Regions from separate parts of the Mus musculus genome. Here regions 1, 2, 4, 5 and 6 are each linked to region 3. The links are chromatin contacts, called in public Hi-C, HiChIP or PLAC-seq and promoter capture Hi-C maps. All regions are on one chromosome and are shown on one strand. Each heading gives the region's core, a stretch centred on a gene start, on an enhancer-like site or on the middle of the called end of the contact. The rest is flanking DNA. Distances are from core to core; before and after follow the strand shown. Region 1 holds the start of Emc3 (ER membrane protein complex subunit 3). Region 2 holds the start of Prrt3 (proline-rich transmembrane protein 3). Region 3 holds the start of Mtmr14 (myotubularin related protein 14). Region 4 overlaps Srgap3 (SLIT-ROBO Rho GTPase activating protein 3). Region 5 holds the start of Brk1 (BRICK1, SCAR/WAVE actin-nucleating complex subunit). Region 6 holds the start of Srgap3 (SLIT-ROBO Rho GTPase activating protein 3).

What was found. Promoter capture Hi-C pulls out the DNA fragments that hold promoters and counts their contacts. A called contact is a pair of places that touch in the nucleus more often than the background predicts. HiChIP or PLAC-seq counts read pairs in DNA pulled down with a chosen protein or histone mark. Capture Hi-C pulls out chosen DNA fragments and counts their contacts.
Region 1: a promoter capture Hi-C map of adipose tissue shows a contact between it and region 3. The contact joins the promoter of Emc3 here to the promoter of Mtmr14 in region 3. A contact is called at or near these places in 4 of 39 promoter capture datasets (the C10 cell line, liver, maxillary cranial neural crest and 1 more), 3 of 484 Hi-C or Micro-C datasets (CD4 T cells and neutrophils), 4 of 115 datasets of contacts at active chromatin or transcription factors (embryonic stem cells, memory CD8 T cells, microglia and 1 more) and 2 of 9 other capture datasets (adipose tissue and pancreatic islet).
Region 2: a promoter capture Hi-C map of pre-B cells shows a contact between it and region 3. The contact joins the promoter of Prrt3 here to the promoter of Mtmr14 in region 3. A contact is called at or near these places in 6 of 39 promoter capture datasets (the C10 cell line, embryonic stem cells, fetal liver and 3 more), 1 of 484 Hi-C or Micro-C datasets (regulatory T cells), 3 of 115 datasets of contacts at active chromatin or transcription factors (embryonic stem cells and memory CD8 T cells) and 2 of 9 other capture datasets (adipose tissue and liver).
Region 4: an H3K4me3 HiChIP or PLAC-seq map of bone marrow-derived macrophages shows a contact between it and region 3, with 2.9 times the contacts expected there. The contact joins the enhancer-like site here to the promoter of Mtmr14 in region 3. A contact is called at or near these places in 1 of 39 promoter capture datasets (the 3T3-L1 cell line), 1 of 484 Hi-C or Micro-C datasets (embryonic limb bud) and 2 of 115 datasets of contacts at active chromatin or transcription factors (astrocytes and bone marrow-derived macrophages).
Region 5: a Hi-C map of forebrain shows a contact between it and region 3, with 7 times the contacts expected there. The contact joins the promoter of Brk1 here to the promoter of Mtmr14 in region 3. A contact is called at or near these places in 4 of 39 promoter capture datasets (hippocampal neurons, liver, pre-B cells and 1 more), 2 of 484 Hi-C or Micro-C datasets (CD4 T cells and forebrain), 1 of 115 datasets of contacts at active chromatin or transcription factors (embryonic stem cells) and 2 of 9 other capture datasets (liver and pancreatic islet).
Region 6: a contact with region 3 is called in a Hi-C map of uterus, with 5 times the contacts expected there. The contact joins the promoter of Srgap3 here to the promoter of Mtmr14 in region 3. A contact is called at or near these places in 1 of 39 promoter capture datasets (liver) and 1 of 484 Hi-C or Micro-C datasets (uterus).

What each region holds. Positions count from the first base shown.
Region 1 is chr6:113,529,749-113,532,953 of GRCm38.p6, reverse strand. Emc3 (ER membrane protein complex subunit 3) reads left to right here and starts at 1,316. Exons shown (of 8, transcript NM_175101.3): 1 at 1,316-1,626. The coding sequence starts at 1,472. Fancd2 (Fanconi anemia, complementation group D2) reads right to left here and starts at 1,272. Exons shown (of 44, transcript NM_001033244.3): 1 at 1,206-1,272.
Region 2 is chr6:113,500,560-113,503,337 of GRCm38.p6, reverse strand. Prrt3 (proline-rich transmembrane protein 3) reads left to right here and starts at 1,407. Exons shown (of 4, transcript NM_001289700.1): 1 at 1,407-1,488.
Region 3 is chr6:113,236,239-113,239,433 of GRCm38.p6, reverse strand. It overlaps Mtmr14 (myotubularin related protein 14), which reads right to left and starts at 1,591. Exons shown (of 19, transcript NM_026849.2): 1 at 1,313-1,591. The coding sequence starts at 1,468.
Region 4 is chr6:112,737,800-112,740,947 of GRCm38.p6, reverse strand. Srgap3 (SLIT-ROBO Rho GTPase activating protein 3) reads left to right here. Exons shown (of 22, transcript NM_080448.4): 16 at 1,524-1,629; 17 at 1,838-2,065. Among named protein-coding and RNA genes, the nearest start is that of Gm26799, 40 kb to the right of the region's middle. Within about 2 kb of position 1,802, at least 36 of the 459 cell types and tissues checked have an H3K27ac peak or open chromatin away from gene starts, as enhancers often do. A contact at or near this core is called in bone marrow-derived macrophages, where this site is marked.
Region 5 is chr6:113,603,360-113,606,112 of GRCm38.p6, reverse strand. It overlaps Brk1 (BRICK1, SCAR/WAVE actin-nucleating complex subunit), which reads right to left and starts at 1,341. Exons shown (of 3, transcript NM_133937.1): 1 at 1,217-1,341. The coding sequence starts at 1,334.
Region 6 is chr6:112,945,761-112,948,599 of GRCm38.p6, reverse strand. Srgap3 (SLIT-ROBO Rho GTPase activating protein 3) reads left to right here and starts at 1,334. Exons shown (of 22, transcript NM_080448.4): 1 at 1,334-2,170. The coding sequence starts at 2,104.

The DNA.
Region 1 (3,205 bases), core at 67-2,566, 290 kb before region 3:
TTTCTAGTACGTATTTATTTTTAAGACAGGATTCCACCATGTAAATTGGACTGGCTGGTCTACATAGTTACCAGTTACATTCTAGGCCAGCTTCAGATATACAGTGAGGCCCTATCTCAATAACCAACAAACAAACAACCTTGTCTTATATGCTCTAATTATAATCTACATATTTCTCACATGCTAACTTAAGAAAGATACCATTACTAGTCTCCTAATCAGGGGAAGGGCTGAGGTTCTAACTCTAAAAAGTCTGGTTCCAGAATCTGTACTCCTTGTTTTGTTCATTTATTTTTGGTTCTTAGACAGGCCAGAATCTGTGGGTTTTGTCTTACTTTCAACTTCTAGGGTCTTGTGTAGCTGTTTGGTCTTGAACTCATACATAGCCAAAGGCAACTTCTCCTGCCTCCACCTCCTAAAAGCCAAGACTATGGGCTATTATTATTATTACTGTTTTTTATTTGGTTGGTTTTGTTTTTTTGTTTTGCTTTCTTTTGTTTGAGACAGGGTTTCTCTCACTCTGAGGACTGGCTGACCTTGATCGAACTCAGAGATCCAACTTCCTCTGTCTCTCAAGTGACACCACCACCCAGCTTCTCTCTCTCTCTCTTTATTTTTCTGTGTATACAATGTTCTGTCTGCACATCAGAAAAGGGTATCAGATTTCATTATACATGGTTATGAGCCACCATGTGGTTAAGGGGAATTGAACTCAGGACCTTTGGAGAAGCAGCCAGTGCTCTTAACCTCCAAACCATCTCTCCAGACTAGGGCAATGGTTTCTATTAAGGATTAACGTTCCTGGGCTGGTGAGACAGCTCTGGGATTAAGAGCGTTTACTGCTCTTGCAGAGGACCCAGGTTCAGTTCCCATTCAAACATGCGGCTCAAAACTGCCTGTAACTCCAGTTCTAGGGAATCCTGCGCCCCTTCGGGTTCCTATATGCATGTGGTGCACATAAACACAGAAGGTCAAATCATACATATACATTAAATAAGTCTTGCCAAAAAAAAAAAAAAAAAAGCCTCAAAAACTAAAAACAGGTTCAAATTTCTTATTATACGAGATTTCTTATTATGCGTTTCCTACAATAATATGTAATCACTGACAGCCACTTTTCAGAGGGAAACACTAGAACAAGTCAGGGCCGTCTGACTTCGGAGAGATACCATCTCGCTCCCAGGAAAGCCTAAAAAGCCACTAACCTGGGGACCCGCCAGTTGCTTCCCTTCGTTTTCGACTTTCCCGCTAGAAGAACGGCGCTCTGACGCCATCAAAGCCGCGCCGTGGCGTGACGTTACTCGCCCGCACCGGAAGTTGACGGCCTGGCGGCCCAGCTGGAAACAGTGCGCGGAGAAAGCTAGGCTGCCCCAGATTCCACGCCAGCCAGACTGAGGGGCGGGTGAAGGCCCGGAGCCGAAAGCCGGGAGGAACCCAACTCCTCCCGACCCGCAGCGAACTCTCAGCGAAGATGGCGGGGCCCGAGCTGCTGCTTGACTCCAACATCCGCCTCTGGGTGGTCCTGCCCATCGTTATCATCACTTTCTTCGTGGGCATGATCCGCCACTACGTGTCAATCCTACTGCAGAGCGACAAGAAGCTCACCCAGGAACAAGTGTCTGACAGGTCAGTACCCTCACCCTATCCTGCTGACCTCACTCCCGGGTGACCTTGGTCAAGAAAGTGCAGGGATTGATTGTATCACTTTAACTGAGTTTTCATCGCGCCCCTACGGGTTGACCTTGGCGGTTAGCTGTGTTTCATTTTTGTCAGTAAAATGGGAATAATCTCAGTACCTACCTAATAGAGAGAGCAGGCATGTAGATGTTAGATTGGATGATACCTAAAAGCCTTTAGCCCAGGGCCTTGCATGTACTAAGTGTTTAAGAAAACGTTCTTAATATTGTTAGGCTAGTTGCCAACCGTCAGTGAGGTTCTCTCTGAACTATCCTGCTCCATTCCGTTATTAAGAGTACCCACTGAGAGTCAGATGCAATATTCCCTTGAGTCCTGCTAACATCCAGGCAAGTGAATTTCATAATCTACACTACCAAAGAACTGTAGTGATCTGCTGAGATGCTAAGGTATAAAGTGCCTCCAAAGCTTGGAGACTACCACAGAGACGTGTGAGGAGTTGCGATGGACCATTCCACCTGCCTCCTCTCCTCACTTGCCTTCTTACAGTGCTTTTCTGTGGGAGACAGAACTTTGACATAACTTCAGCCACTTCACATTAAAATCAGTAACAGTTTTCAATCACTTATTCTAGTCATTTTCAGAGACTAGCTGAAGACAGTGCTGCTGGTTCCTTGACTTGTCCAGATCACATAGGAATCACTTTAATGAAGAGAAACGTTTCAAACGTTTCTGCAGAGAACAGAAAACAAAAACCAAAACAAAACAAAAACCTCATTTTGCCGGGCGTGGTGGCACACACCTTTAATCCCAGCACTTGGGAGGCAGAGGCAGGTGGATTTCTGAGTTCAAGGCCAGCCTGGTCTACAGAGTGAGTTCCAGGACAGCCAGAGCTATACAGAGGAACCCTGTCTCGAAAAACCAAAAAAAAAGAAGAAGAAGAAAAAAAAAAAAAAAACCTCATTTTATCGTATTTAAAAGTTACTTTCTTTTTGTGGCAAGTAATACTGGATTTCCATTTGCTGGTGATTTAAAGATCACCTTAAATTAAAAACACTTTAAAAAAAAAAAGATTTATTTTATGTATGTGAGCACACTGTTGCTGTGTTCAGGCACACCAGAAGAGGGCATCAGATCTCACTATAGATGGTTGCAGCCACCATGTGGTTGCTGGGATTTGAACTCAGAACCTCTGGAAGAGCAGTCAGTGCTCTTAATGGCTGAACCATCTCTCCAGCCCTAAAAACACTTCTTCTGCAATGAGGCTGTGATGTAACTCAGTTGGGTACAGTGCTTGGACAGCTGGCTTTGAAGCCCTGGGTTCCTTACCCCAGCATAAGCCAGCTATGGCAGTGTAAGCCTGTAATGCCAGGACTCAAAGATGGAGGTAGGAAGATCAGAAGCTCAAGCAAGCTACCTATAGACTGGAGGTCAGGCTGGTGCACATGAGAGTCTGTCCCCCAAAATGTCCAGCTTGGGTATTTTCGATTGTCTTTTTTTTTTTTTTTTTTTTTGTCTTTCCTTATTCTGCTGCTGATAATAATAATAACAACAGCAATAATAATAATAA
Region 2 (2,778 bases), core at 158-2,657, 260 kb before region 3:
GAACTTTTCAGAGGGTGTATAAATGCTATGGAGAGGCAGGGGTGGGTGGTTGTTGGTTGGAGGGGGTTGTGGTTTGTTAGTAGCTGTGCTCAAAGAACAAACAAAAGGAAAGAAATTAGATTCAAGGATCTCTCTTTTCTCTATCCTTCTTTCTGTCTCTAGTGATAGGGGGTGAAACTGGGGGTGGGAGGATAAAGTGCGGGGGATGGGGGTGGGAGAAGAACCCAGAAAGTACCTAAGGTCAGCTACAGTTCAGCCTTCTCCATTTCTCCCGCTAGTGTTAGAGGCTGAAGATAAAGAAGGTATTTGTGGTGATTTGAATAACAATGGCTCCCATAAGCTCATATAGTTGAATACTTAGCCATCAGGGAGTGGCCCTATTTTGAAAAGATTAGAAGGATTAGAAAGTGTGGCCTTAACAGAAGCTGTGTGTCAAATGGGGAAGGCTTTGAGGTTTCAAAAGCCCATGCCAGGCCTAGTCTGTCTGTCTGTCTGTCTCTCTGTGTGTGTGTGTTTCTATTGATCAGTATGTAGCTCTCAGCTACTGTTCCAGTGCCTGCCAACATGATGATAAGGGACTAAACCACTGAAGTTGTAAGCAAGCACCCAATTAAATACTTTCTCTTATAGCAGTTGCTTTGGTCACGGTGTCTCTTCATAACAATAGAACAGTGACTCAGGTAGTATTGTATCCAGTCACAAAGGCCAGAAGAAATTACATGATCGGCTAACCACATGCTGAAAATCACCACATCGGAGACCAGAAAGAAGTAGACCTAGGGCTGGCAAGCTGCTTCTGCAGGTAAAGAAGATCTGAGTTTGGTCCCCAGGATACACAAGGCAGAAGGAGAAAACTGACTCCACAGACATGATGTGGTATGCCACAGGCCACACAAATACAAACACACACACACACACACACACACCAAAATAACAACAACAACAATAATAGAAAAGAAGGAGGGTGAGGAGAAAGAAGAAGAAAAGAAGAAAAAAGAAAGAAGTAGATCTTCGAAAATGTGTCAGAATATATTGTAAAATGATGAGGAGAAAGGCAAGTTACAAGAGCAATTAAGAAAGCGTGGGCTCATTTTTATTTAATATGCTCTGGGAAAAGCCTGGAAGATATGCCAGGCTGTATGTATGATCTACCTATGCCTGTATGAATCCAGAGAAAGTGAGCTCCCAGTCCCCGCAGGTATGCAAATAAAGCGGGCTGTAGCTAGAAGGAACACTGCAGAACCCCACAGGGCTCTGACACCATCTGGGCTGTGCTGCTTGTGAGAAAGGGGCGGTGAGGAGCAGCGAACAGAGACCGTTCCCAAAGGAAAGGGTTAAGTATCCCGCGCTCCTGTGGGCGGGCTTGACGAGGAGATCGGCAGAGCCGGGCTCTGCTGGCCAAGCCTGAGCATCTCGGAGGATGCGCCTCCGGGAGCGGCTGCAGGGACGCGCGCAAGGTGAACGCATGGCTGCGGATGCAGCGCGCAGGTGAGGAGCTGGCCGAGGGAAGGGGAGATGGCGGGACCCAAGAAGGCAAGGAGCAAGGCTTACAGCCCCTTCGCGGGCATGGGCCTGCACGGTGCCAAACCCCACCCGGGACACTGCGGGAAGGCATGGAGCCAGGGAGAGAGAAGCTGGAGAAGGAGGAAGAGAGGTAACCCGAGATGGACCAGCTTCTGCAGGCTGTCCTGCAGAGGCCCTCACCCTGCTCCCCCCACCCCCTAGTCTCTGCGGCTGATTGATCTCATCTCCCCTCAGAACTGTCCAGCCATGGGGACCCTAATGCTAGGCAAGCTCCTGCCTGGACTGCGGGTGCCCACATCTCTTGCATCGGGGGTGGTAGGCAGATGGCATGTTATTCACTGAAGGCCCAGCTCAGCCATCTCCTCCTCTGCAAAGTCTACAGAGCTGTACGGGCTTCAGTATCTCTAGTATGTGTTTTCAGCTGGCTGTGCGACCTTGGACAAGTTGCTCAACCTCTCTGACTCTTGGTTGCCCACTCTCCTTTCCTGTGTGATGGGTACTTGCACCTGCTGTATGGGAAGGTTTAGAACAGAGGCCTAACTAAGCAAAGAGCTCAACACAGGGTATTATTATAACCTATATCCATATCAGGGGCCCCAAGTCCTTCCTTCGCACACCTCATCCCCAGCCTCAGAACTGAGGACTTTATGGGTCCCCAGACCCCAGCCTGGCCTATGAGCAGAACCTGGGGCTTAATAGATGTTTGAGAGAGGGCTTACCAAGACTTAAAGGCTGTCTGAATTAACGCTGTGACTGGACCCAAGAGGTCTTTGAATCCCCTGAAACTTCCCACAACCTCTGATGAGCCTAGGGGTACTCCTCGGAAGAGTCTCTGGGGTTACCTCTAACTTCTCCTAGTGTCTGAGCCACCAAAGGTGGCTGTGTCCAAGAGGAAAAGGACACAGCACCTGCCCCTAACACAGCTGGCCCTCAGCTGGCTGGCCACTGCTGATCCCTCCTACCTCCCTGGCCTACTTAAGGATGGACTTAGGAATAGGGACCTCTTGGGAATATATCTACCTGGGCCCGGATTGTACAGGGGCTGGAGGTGTAAAGGAAAAAGACAGGAGCCCCAGGCCAGCGGCAGACAGGAGATGATATACAAGGGAGCTTTGCTCCGGATAGGGAGAGCCAGGAACAGAAGGCATCCCTGGAGAGGAGTGTCTAGGCTAATACGAACTACCCTCCAATTGTCCCTGGACATGATGCCGACCTCTTTCCCTTTAAAAAACACTGCTTCTCAGACCGCCTCCT
Region 3 (3,195 bases), core at 342-2,841:
TCCTATAACCACTCAAAAGATTGCCCTCGAAGTCAGCTGTGGTGGCTCACACGTGTATGTAGTCCTTGGGAGGCTAAGGCAGGAGGATTATTAGTTACAAGCCATCCTGGGATAATGACTGTGAAACCAAGCCAGGGCCACAGACAAAAAACCACGCCTCAACACACACCAAGGCTGGTGATGTAGCTCAGCTGGTAGAATGCCGGTCTGGCATGCATAAAAACCTGTGTTCAATCTCCAGCACCACAGAAACCAAGCATGAGGGTAAACACCTGTAACCCCATCACCTAGGAAGTGGAGACAGAAGGACAGGAGTGCATGACTGGCCTTGGTTGGGATAACGCATTTAAGGCTTTTCTGAACATACAGTACAAATTCTAGGGTCTGCCTCCCCAGACATTGTGCTTTAAGAGAATCTAAGACCAGAAATCTTTGTGTTTAACAAGAGCTCCAAATGATGCCAATTATAATCTGAAAGGTACTTAATTGTCTGGTCCGATAATACCACATTAGTGATCTTTCTTAGGTTGTTACTTCAGAGATTAATAGAAGATGTCTCAGCCCCTAGGTAACCTCTGGGGCCAAACCAGTTTTATGGCCCAGCACAGAGACCAACGCCAATGTGTAATGCCACACTGGGAAAGAGAAAGGGCCGGGTCTATCAGTGCTGAGGTCAGTATGCCTCGACCAGATCAGCAGCTCTCTTTTCAGGCCTGGTGACTAGGGCAGAGGGAAATTCCCGGGGTGGGGGGACAACGGACAGAGACTTCTGATAAAAGGAACAGAAAGGGAATGTGGGTTCTCTTCTTGCTCTACAGGAAAGGAAAGGGAAGGGCCTAAGTCATGCTGGTACCTTATAAGGAGGTGACACACTCCGCTGTTCTCTGGGCTCCATAATGTCACACTACTCCAGACTTCTACTCTGATCTCTGGTCCAGAGGAGTCTCTTCCCCATTTTTACTTAGATTTTAGGGGTTTTGTTTTTTGTTTTGAATCTGTTGGTAACCCCTCCTAGGCTCACGAAGGGTAGCGTTCCTATTGTCTAACCTTTGCACCTGGCCCACAACTCCGACCCTTGACCTCCAAACCCCTGTTAAAGCAACCCCCCACCCCAAAACCCACAAGGAGCTTCGGTCCTCCTCTTTGGTGTAAAGCCGGATCCTTACTCTCTGAGTCCATATCCTGGATAAGTTCCTCTCCCGTGCCTCCCCAAGGAGGTCTCATTCCAGCTCTCCTCCCATCCCGAACCACAGTCTTCCCTCGGTAACTCAGGCCAGGGACCAGTTCAGGTCGTTGCACCTTTGGGGCTCACCTTAGAGCCGCTCTTCCCGCCGCTGTCCTTGGCACGGTACTGAGTCCGGGAGAACTCCTCCAGCAGCTCCCAGAGCCCGGGCTCCTGAGGCGGCGGGCTGCCCGACGAGGCGGTGGAACCCGCCGAGGCGGCGGCGGCGGCCCGAGCACCCGCCATGCACAGCCTCGAGTCCCCTCAGGGCGCCTTCCCCCAGCCCATGGCACCTGAAGCTCGGACTCCGGCTCTAAAACCTCCTGAACCGACTCAGCCGCCGCCTTCTTCTTCCACTTCCGGCCCCGCCCCACCTCTCCGGATGTTTACTCCCGCCGCAGCCAATCAGAGCCCGGGGTTCGTGCCCGGCCCACAGGTCCCCGGCCCACCCCTGACGCGGAGGGATCCAAGTGGCCTCACGGCGGGGGCCGCGCTCCGCCCAAGGGGTTTCCCCGGGGGAAGCCGGGCTAAACCACCGCGGCTGCGGGGAGGGGAAAGGCGGGAACCATTGGCAACAAGAGAGGAAGGAACCGCCGGAGGCCTGAGTTAGTGCTGGCAGCAAGAAGACGAGAGCTGCAAGAATCAAAACAGCATTTCAAACAGCACTTCTCCACTGCTCTTATGGACGTCCCTGCCAATATAGCGTGGACCATCATCCTATTTATTTAAAAAGATTTTCTAGCTGGTGTCAGTAGGCAAACGCCAGAGGATGAAGCGTGAGAATCAGGCATTTGAGACTAGCCCAGACCACACCTTAATTTTTTAAAAATGTTTAAAAAAGTGTAGATAATAATGTTCCTTCATTTTCCTATCAGCTGCTTTCATCATAAATCAACACGTGCCAATCTCCTGCTCAGTTCTTCCCTGTCTAGGGAGTTGTTTGTGTATTGGGCTGGTGTTTGTTGTTTGATGTAGGTAATTATTTGTGGTATAGCCAAGGCTGGCCTTGAACTCCTGACTCACCTGCCTCCACTTTCTGGGTGCTGAGAATCTCAAATATCAGTCCCAAATTCCTAGAATTGTTAGTCTCAGAAGATGTGTGTACTATCTACCCCCAAGTATTGATGTTTAGAGAGAAGGTGTTAAGGCCTCCTTCAGTATTGTATATCTGAGGGAGAATTGCTCATTTGGCCATCAGTCAGACAGTTGATTAAGCTATAACTTATGTCGAAAGAAAACTCTCAAAATGAAATTGATGCTGTGAAAACATAGTAAGTTAACATAGTGCCTAAAAGTACTCATTTTCTTAGATTTGTAAAGAAATCTAAGGAAAACACAAACCACAACCCCTGCTGACTGTCAGTCACTCTTCATGCTCAACTAGGTCCTGTCCTGAATTCTAATACTGGAAATTAGTTTTCCCTTTTGGCGATGGTCAAATAGAATCAAAATATGCATTTTTTAAAAAAATTATTATTTAGTCTCGTCTTCTAAACTGTGATGATTATTCTTGCTTCCCAACTTGGGGAAAGGACTCTTCAGTTGAGTAATTGCCTCCACCTGGTTGGCCTCTGAGCATGTCTGTGGGGCCTTTTCTTGATTGCTAATTGATGCAGAGGGAGGTATCCACTTTGGAGAGGTGGTCCTGGGTTGTAGAATAAAGCAGGCTGAGAGAGTTACAGGGATCAAGCTGGTAATCAGTGTTTATTTCTCCATGGCCTCTGCTTCACTTTCTGCCTCCAGGTTCTTGCTTGAGTTCCTGTCCTGCCTGATGGTCCTCAATGATGATGTCACTGATGTGACAGTGTGAGCTCAATAAACCTCTTCTTGGCTTGCTTTTGTTTTTATCATAGCAACAAAAGTAGAACAAACATAATGTCTCTAAGATTTTTCTAGTCAATCGCAATGGCTTACACCTGTGAGTGAAGCCTTCCGAAAGCTGAGGCAAAAAGACAAAGGAGCCATCAAGACCA
Region 4 (3,148 bases), core at 553-3,052, 500 kb after region 3:
TAGGGATCCATGGAAGGTCTAAGGAATCAGGTCAGCAAACAAGGGGAATGATGATAGTTAACTGACTGGGTGATTATCTCTACACTGCTGGTCATAAGGTACTTGACTGATGGAAGAGATGCTGGCCATCAGGATATGTCCCAGATGTAGGACAGTAGGAGATGGTACAGATGTGGGCTCACATTGTTCTGCCTTCAGCATGTCTTAGAACATATCCTCACTGTTAAATATTTGCATGTCACCTTCTAATTAAAACAAAGGATTTTCCTTTTTTCTCATATTAGTGATTTAAGTACCCTCTTTATAAAAAAAAACCCTGTCTTTAAGAACTATGATGTCGCTAGTAGCCATAGGAGGGTAGCTGGCATGGGTGACTGACAGGAGGGTCTAGAGGATTTATAGAGGAGCATAAGAAACTGACCGTGAGCTGTCCTGGGTGAGACTTCTTTCAGCCAGGTCTTGAAGGTGAGCTAGAGGGACCACCCTGTTGAAATTGAAGGCAGGCAACATCAATCCACATGCCCTATACAGTCAGGGCATGGGGGTGACGGATGCCAATATAGACTTCCACTTACTCTTCAACCCCACACAATGCCTACTCAAGAAGCAAGAACCCCAGCTTTGGTAGTAGCACCTCATCTAGACCCATTGTCCTAGGTCGTTTTCAATGGAAGAACAGTGGCCAGAAGATAAGGCATGCAAGAGTGTCAGTAGCCCTGTCATGCTGGCTACTGAGGAGAAAAGGGGTCTTTTGGAGGTTGGAGTTCTGTGAGGAAAATGTCACTGACAACGTGTGGCTTGTCCACCCTACACACAGCATTGACACCTCACTTCTTGTAGTTCTGGTTTGCCAACTTCATAGGTGTTCCGTCTTGCTGTGCCATCACACCAGCATTTGACTCTATGGTTCGCCTGAGAACAGATCCCTGATCTAGATCCTGGGCAGGCGCTAAGCTTTCTGGTCAATAGGTCACTCAAGAAGAGCCCGTGCTTGCACTATTCTTTTCTCGGTGACTGCAGCATTCCCAGGCCTGTGCTATGTCTGGTGCCTCTCACATTTTACTAAACCACTGTCCCTGTCTGTGACACCAGGACTCCAAGGCTGCCAGTGACTGAAATCCAAACCATCTGAGTCCATAAAACAGTTTCAGATCCTCTACCAGAAAACTAGGCAATTCATTTTAGGCTTCACATGGCCACTCTGTGACTCTTCTGACCATCAGATAGGTTTCTCATTTCTGGCAGAACCCTTGCTGTTCCAGATTTTCTGCTACCCAAGTCCCAGGCACCTCTCTATAGGATTCCCCACAAGTCCTCAAGACCAGCTCAAAGAGATTCTAAGTAGGCTAGCCCCCAACCTGTCTTGTTCTGATTGGCTCTAGCCAGGATCTCATATGAATCCCAACTGAGAGTAGAGCCTTCCTGATTGATCCCTATAGCTGATGGGGGAGGTGGAGCCTAGAGACATCTACTGCCTTGCTCTCCAAGGGTGTTGGTCACCTTGAACTCTCTGTACCTTACAGAACTGGAGAACCCAGCTGACAGGGTGCACCCAATCCAGCAGATCCTCATCACCCTGCCCCGCGTGGTCATTGTGGTCATGAGATACCTCTTTGCTTTCCTCAATCAGTGAGTACCTGGCCTGGGGAGCCCTCTGCCACTGGCCTCCTCTGGGCCAAGGCTCTTATGAATGCTATTTTATAAATCAGAATATAGAAACTTCTGCATTTGGGTTGTGTCCCCACTTCCCTCTCCCCCGCCCCCCGCAAAAAAAGGAAGGAAACTCTGGGGGAGGCTTTGCCTTGTGGGTGAACAGTGAGTATCTGTTCTCTCCTAGCCTTTCCCAGTACAGTGATGAGAACATGATGGATCCCTACAACTTGGCCATCTGCTTCGGGCCCACCCTCATGCACATCCCCGATGGGCAGGACCCTGTATCCTGCCAGGCGCATGTCAATGAAGTCATCAAAACTATCATCATCCACCATGAAGCCATTTTCCCCAGCCCTCGGGAGCTAGAGGGACCCGTGTACGAAAAATGCATGGCTGGAGGGGAAGAGTACTGGTAAGGCATCCTTCCCCTTAATATTCCCGTTAGCATCACCCTATTGTTAAAAACAATCAGAAGCCTTCCAGTTTTCTCATTACCCTAGGGGACACGCACTATAGCTAGTTTTCCTTGTAAATTTTACAGCAGTCCCATGTGAGAGACAACTACAGCAGTCAAAATTGCGTAAGTTACAAGGAGTAAAAACATGCCTTCAGATAGCCTAAGCCAATATGCACCTGTAGTTTACCTCACTAAAACATTTAGGGCTATATCTTCAGGTATGGCTGGATTCAGAGGCTCAGCAGTTGTCAGCAGGACCTGGCCTTGCAGTCTTCATCCCTTGGCTTCCCTTAGAGGCTGTCAGAGGACAGCTCCAGTTTTGTCACCCACTCTCTGGGCAACTCCAACACCAAGAGAGCCTTCCCTTTCTCAGGTGTTCCTGTGGAGACTTCCCAAGAGTTATTTCAGGGCTCTATCTGGGTCCGAGGGGCTCTTATAATGTGGTAGCTGGCCAAGTAACCTTTCCTTCTCAGGAAACAGAGGAGTGAGTGTCCCCACACCAACCTCCAGCCACTGACCCCTCCCACCCAGGGGTTCATTCTCCCAGAGTCTCATGTCTTTGCATGCCCCACCTGAGGTCACTAGTCATTAGTCAGGTAGCTTCTATGATGCTCTGTATAAGGAGAACTAGTAAGGCACCTTTTCAGACCCAGGTCTGGCTTCCTTCTTCAAGCTAACCCTGAAAGAGTGAAGGTGGCTATGTGTTTAATTGTAATGAGTGACTATGTAGACAGCACCAATCTACCAGATGTGTCAGGAAACTAGAGCAAAGAAAGGTTTTCACACTGAAAAATGATTGAGGGGCTTCGGGTATAGCCCAGTGATGGGGCATATACTTACTGTGTAGGGAGTCCTTAATTGGATCCTCAGCACCAAAGTAAAACAAAAAAAAAAAGATTAATGTTGGGGCTGGAGTGATGGCTCAGCAGTTGAGACTGTACGCTGCTCTTACAGAAAGAGGAGATCAATTCTCAACACACAAGTCTGTCAGCTCATGGCTGCCTATACTCCAGCCCCAGGCGACCTGATGCCTTCTGC
Region 5 (2,753 bases), core at 92-2,591, 370 kb before region 3:
TCCTGAGTGCTGCTATTAAAGGCATGGTGTGTGGGTGCTAGGCCAATACTCTACAGACTAGGCATCCCCTGCCCCTTAATGATGCATTTCCAATTTCCTTTTTGTTCTCTTTTCTCAAAAAACAAAAACAAAACAAAACAAAAAACCCCCAACCAACCAAAAAACAAAACAAAACACAAAAAAAGGAGGAAAAAAAAGGAGAGAGAGAAAGAAAACTCTAAGAAGTGGGGGATGCCGGGGTCTTGTGCTTACCACTCAGGAGCCCAATCCCTGAACTACACCCCGTAATTGAAGCTACTGTTCGGTTACCTTCTATCATACTACTTAGGACTCATCGGGTCTTTAGCTAGAAAATATACGATTCACTTTAATTTTTTTCAAAATACAGCACTTTCTCCCCAAGATGCTGAAAGTTGCTAATTAGTAGAACCAAAGCACTCTAGTGAAAAAGATCACTGGATGCCATCTGCACGTCTTGTATTGTGTAAGAAGGTCCCTGAAAGAACCCTTCCGGAGACCATAAGAAGTCTGTAACAGGTTTTCAGTCCAGAAGGCTAGGAACGCACGCAGAAAGAAATCAAGACTGTCACTAGCCGGCCACACCTAGGAATAGTTTTTTGGAAAAGTGGACTCTGCTGAAACCATCTGCCCTGTAAAATCCGAGGAGCCAGACAGAAGCATCCAGAGCACCTACCATGAAGCAGATACAGGGCTAGAAAAGCCATTCCCAAGGCCCGAGCGGGCCCCATCCCTTACAACCCTCAGCACTAGCACCAAATCGAGCCGGGGATGAATGAACCTGCCGGGAGTGGTTAAACGGGAGCAATAGAAGGCATGACATCAAAGGGGTTCGGACTTCTTCCTGAAGGAGATGGACAACGAGCAGGAGTCTCTCAACAGTAAGCGCGACCGTGACCGTGACACGGCTGCGCACTGCCTGCCAAGTGAAGACTGGCACGGAAGCGCGGCGCAAACCGGGGCGGATGATGGATGGGCCTAAGAGGCTGGACAGTGGGCGTGCTGACGAGCGCAAGTGGGGCATGGCAACGGGCAGGGTAGACCCTCGGAAACGGCCCAGTGAGGCTCGGGGTGAGGGCACTGGGGCCGGCGGGCAGCCAAAGAGGAAGCGAGTAGCCAGGGCGGCGCGCCTCTCCTCCCCGCCGCCGGCCGCCTCCCAGGCCTCCCTCCTCCCAGCCTCCCCTGCTCGCCCGCTGACCGAAAGAGTTGAGAAAGTCTGAGATTTTCTTGATGCTGCTGGTGATGATCTCAATGTACTCCCGGTTCGCCCAGTCCTGGTGAATCTCCCGCTGCACCGGATCCTCTTGTCCCGCCATGGCGGCCGCCTGAGGAAGAGTGACTGCGCAGGCGCCGCGACCTCTACAGGCCTCCAGCGCGCCTGCGCCGCCAGCCAGTACCCGAGTGTTCGAGCCCCAGAAAGGGCTGGCAGAGCGACGCGCGTGCGCACTCTAATCCCTGCGCTCTAGCTTGGCTCCCACGCTGGGGTAAACAAGATTCCTCCACTCGCGATGTGAAGACTAAGAGCTACCCTGTCCCCGGTTACAAGCACCCGCTGACCACTAGCGGATCTTGTCGTTAGGGGGCGCCCACACATTCCCACCTCCGCCTAAGGGTTGCTCCAAGCTCTCTTGCACCTTGTTAGCTGTGATGGGCACAGTCCACGAATCCCGTTTATTCAGAATGCTTGTCATGCTTGGGTCACAACTCTGTTCATTCTCGTTTTCTTTTAAAATTTGTTGTTGTTGTTGTTTTTCGAGACAGGGTCTCTCTGTGTAGTCTTGGCTGTCCTTGTACTCCCTCTGTAGACCAGGCTGGCCTCGAACTCACAGAGATCAGCCTGCCTTTCCCTCCGGAGTGCTGAGATTAAAAATGTGGCCACCACCGCCAGGTTAAAATTATTTTATTCGTATTATATGTGAGCGCTTACGTGGCACAACACGCGGGCGGAAGTTACAGGACAACTTGCAGGAGTGGGTTCCTCACCTTCCATCTTGTGGGACTGAACACTCAGATCATCAGCTTCAGTGTCTTTATTGTTCGAGGTGTCCCACCAACTCTGAATCTCCATATTTACCAAATGAGCAAAATACTTTTCTTTCTTTCTTTCTCTTCTCTCTCTTTCTCTCTCTTTCTCTCTCTTTCTCTCTCTTTCTCTCTCTTTCTCTCTCTTTCTCTCTCTTTCTCTCTCTTTCTCTCTCTTTCTCTCTCTTTCTCTCTTTCTCTCTCTTTCTCTCTCTTTCTCTCTCTCTTTCTCTCTCTTTCTCTCTCTTTCTCTCTTTCTCTCTCTTTCTCTCTCTTTCTCTCTCTTTCTCTCTCTTTCTCTCTCTTTCTCTCTCTTTCTCTCTCTTTCTCTCTCTTTCTCTCTCTTTCTCTCTCTTTCTCTCTCTTTCTCTCTCTTTCTCTCTCTTTCTCTCTCTTTCTCTCTCTTTCTCTCTCTTTCTCTCTCTTTCTCTCTCTCTCTCTCTCTTTCTCTCTCTCTTTCTCTCTCTCTTTCTTTCTCTCTTTCTTTCTTTCTTTCTTTCTTTCTTTCTTTCTTTCTTTCTTTCTTTCTTTCTTTCTTTCTTTCTTTCTTTCTTTCTTTCTTTCTTTTTCCAAATCAGGGTTTGTCTGTGTAGCCCTGGCTGTCCTAGAACTCACTTTGTAGACCAGGCTGGCCTCGAACTCAGATATCCGCCTGTCTCTGCCTCCCGAGTGCTGGCATGCGCCACCACGCCAAGCTGCCAAATACATTTTTA
Region 6 (2,839 bases), core at 85-2,584, 290 kb after region 3:
GTCCAGAGCTATAATAAGCCTATGATTCACCAGGTGAACTGCTCAGGCAGCTGCTGTGCATTCCCCAACTGAGCCCTTGGTGCTCACCCACTGATCACTAGGCGGGAGGACCCTGTCTCACTTTACCTACCTCTCCAGACCCGTTCTAGCTGCATACTCTCTTGGGGAGCCCTTAGAGGCTGGTACGGATAACCTGTTCATTTCTAAACCCAAGCCAAATCACATGTTGGGCCATTCCAGAAGGACAAGTGGAAGGTGGTACCTAGTTTGAGAAAGTTATGGAAGTCTCTTTCAGTGAACTCTTGGGGGACAAGACACTCTCATGACAGTTTATTATCAGGCATCCTATGGTACTTGATGCCAGTTTGACCTACCACACTGAACTATTTGAAATGCCAATGAAATTAGGACTCTCTAATGAAATGCTGGAGACTCCTACTGAGTCTTTACTACTGGTGGGTTTTGTTGTCTGGGTTGGAATGCTGGCACCCTGGTAAGTCATTTTCCACTTATATATAATGTAGCCCCTAGGATGCTGGGGTTACCATAGTTGCTACTATTTATAGGGAGCTTACTGTGTACCTAGGTACTGAGCCAAACTGTTTCTGTTCATACTCCATCTCCCAAAAGCTCTTTACATTTGAATCCCCCCGCTCTGTAATATTTTCAATTCTTAGCACTTGTCATTTTTACCCATTCTATCATTCAGCGTGTAGTTAAATTCTGTTGTACTGTCATATGGTGCTTCTTGCCTTTATAACGCCAGTGGGCCCTTTAGTAAGCTTTTTGTATGTATTTGTTGAAATTGTCCATTAAAGAGTCTCCAAAGAGAGCTTATTTTACTGGTAAAGGAACTAAGACGAGGGAGTCAGAATGGCGCTGTCCCACCTTCTCTGAGCCTGAAGGCAGCCCTGTCTGCCAGATCTCTCTGCAAAGCTGAAACCTCTGGCACTGTCCCTGTTATCAAGTAATTCTTTCAAAAATAGTGGCCTCTCCTGCATGCATCAGACTCTGCCAGAGTCTCAGGCAGAGTGACAACTCGTCATATAGTTGCTAGTTTGAGCACGACGCAAAGAAAAGAATCTTTCTGTGTTTGTTAGAAAATCTCCAGCCTAACTACTACTAGCTCGAGTTTGCAGGAGCCTCCCAGGCCTTCCCAACCTGATTTCCCCCTCCTGCCGCCTTCCCTTTTGTGAGCGTTTCTTCCCCTTTTTGCTTGCAGCTAGTTCAGCTCTCCTGTAGGCTACAATGTGTCAGTTGTTATAAAATCCGGGAGGCGGAGTCTAGTGACGAGGGCGGTGGGGGAGAGCTCAGCCAGCCCTGCAGGGTGAGCAGTCCAGCCCTGGGTCCAGCGGAGCTAAAACGCTACAGCCGGGAAAACTTCCACCTCCCTCTCCTGGTTTTGATCCTCACCGTCCAGCAGACCCGAGGCGCCGATCGACCGGAGGGAGGATGAGAGATGACCGGTCCTTTGGCAACCTGACCATTTCCTTAGCAGAGCCTTCCAAAGCGAACCGGAGACTGGCCACACGACCCAGGAGGCGCCGCGCCTCTTGTGGATGTGTGTGTATGAGTGAGCAAGCGGGTGTGTGTGTGTGAGTGAGGGTGTGTGTGTGTATGCGTGTGTGTGTGTGTGTGCGCGCGTGTGTGTATGCGCGCGCTTGTGGTGTGGATGGGTGTGTGCACAGCACAATTGCGTGGAAGCGTGTCTGGGTGAGCGTGTGTGTGCACTCGTGAATGTGTTTGTGTGTGTGTGTGTACGTGTGTGTGTGTGTTTGTGTGTGCTCTTGGCTGCTATTATTATTATTTTGGAAGAAAAATCCTGGAAATCTGGGGCAGGTTATGGTACTCCCAGGGTGACTTCTTTTGCAAGAGGAGCTGACCAGAGCAAGCCACTAGAGCCATTTCCCTGCCAGCAGAGAGCATTTTCCTCCCAGAAGAAGGATTTCAACCCCGGGGCTCTGTAGCCAAGTAAAAGAGATTAGCCCTTGAAACCTGTGAAATCGACCATTGCTGTGTGATTACCCAGGCTTGGGAGAGGACTTGGAGAGAGAAGGAGAAATAGATCAAACAGCCTGTCAGTTCTCTTTGCCACGTCGGAAGATGTCATCTCAAACTAAGTTCAAGAAAGACAAAGAGATCATTGCTGAATATGAAGCCCAAATAAAAGGTGAGTGGTGGGGCCGAGGGACTTTGCCTTCTCTCCGTCCCCTTGTCTCTCCCTCTGCTGTCTCTTCCTTCGCCTCCCTGCCTTCTTGAGAAGTTGCTATGCAGCAATAATCTTATTGTAAGGAGGAAGGACCGGGTGCTGGCTGCACAAGTCCAGACTGGCTCCCACTGCAGATAGTGCCTGGGCTGGGAGCGTGAATTACAGAAAGGGCAGAAATCTCTGCATTGCAGGTGTGTGAGGAAGGGACTTTAGGAGTGTCGCCGGTACTCCATCATCTTGGCAGTGATATGTCACTCTAAGGCCATTTTGACAGTCAAGGCCTCCTCCCCCTCACTCCCATCGAGAAAGCCCTTTGCTATTTATGTATATATTTTTTGATCTGCTCTCCCCATCCCTTCTTTTGGCTTTTGTGGGTGGTTGTTTTTGCCTCTGCTGCCTTCTCTGGGCTGAAATTCAAATGCATGAGTATGGGCTGCGGGGGGTGGGGGTGGGGTGGGGGGGTGGGGGGGGTGCATCGCATCCTTAAGTAGCCCTTCTTTGTCAGCATTTCTTGCCTGGTCTGAGTTGCCATGGATTAACTGTTATGGGACATATTGATCCAGACTAATGCAGGCATTTAAGCATAAAGAGAGAGTTCTGTGCCGAAAATGTATTATCTTCCAGCGTGCA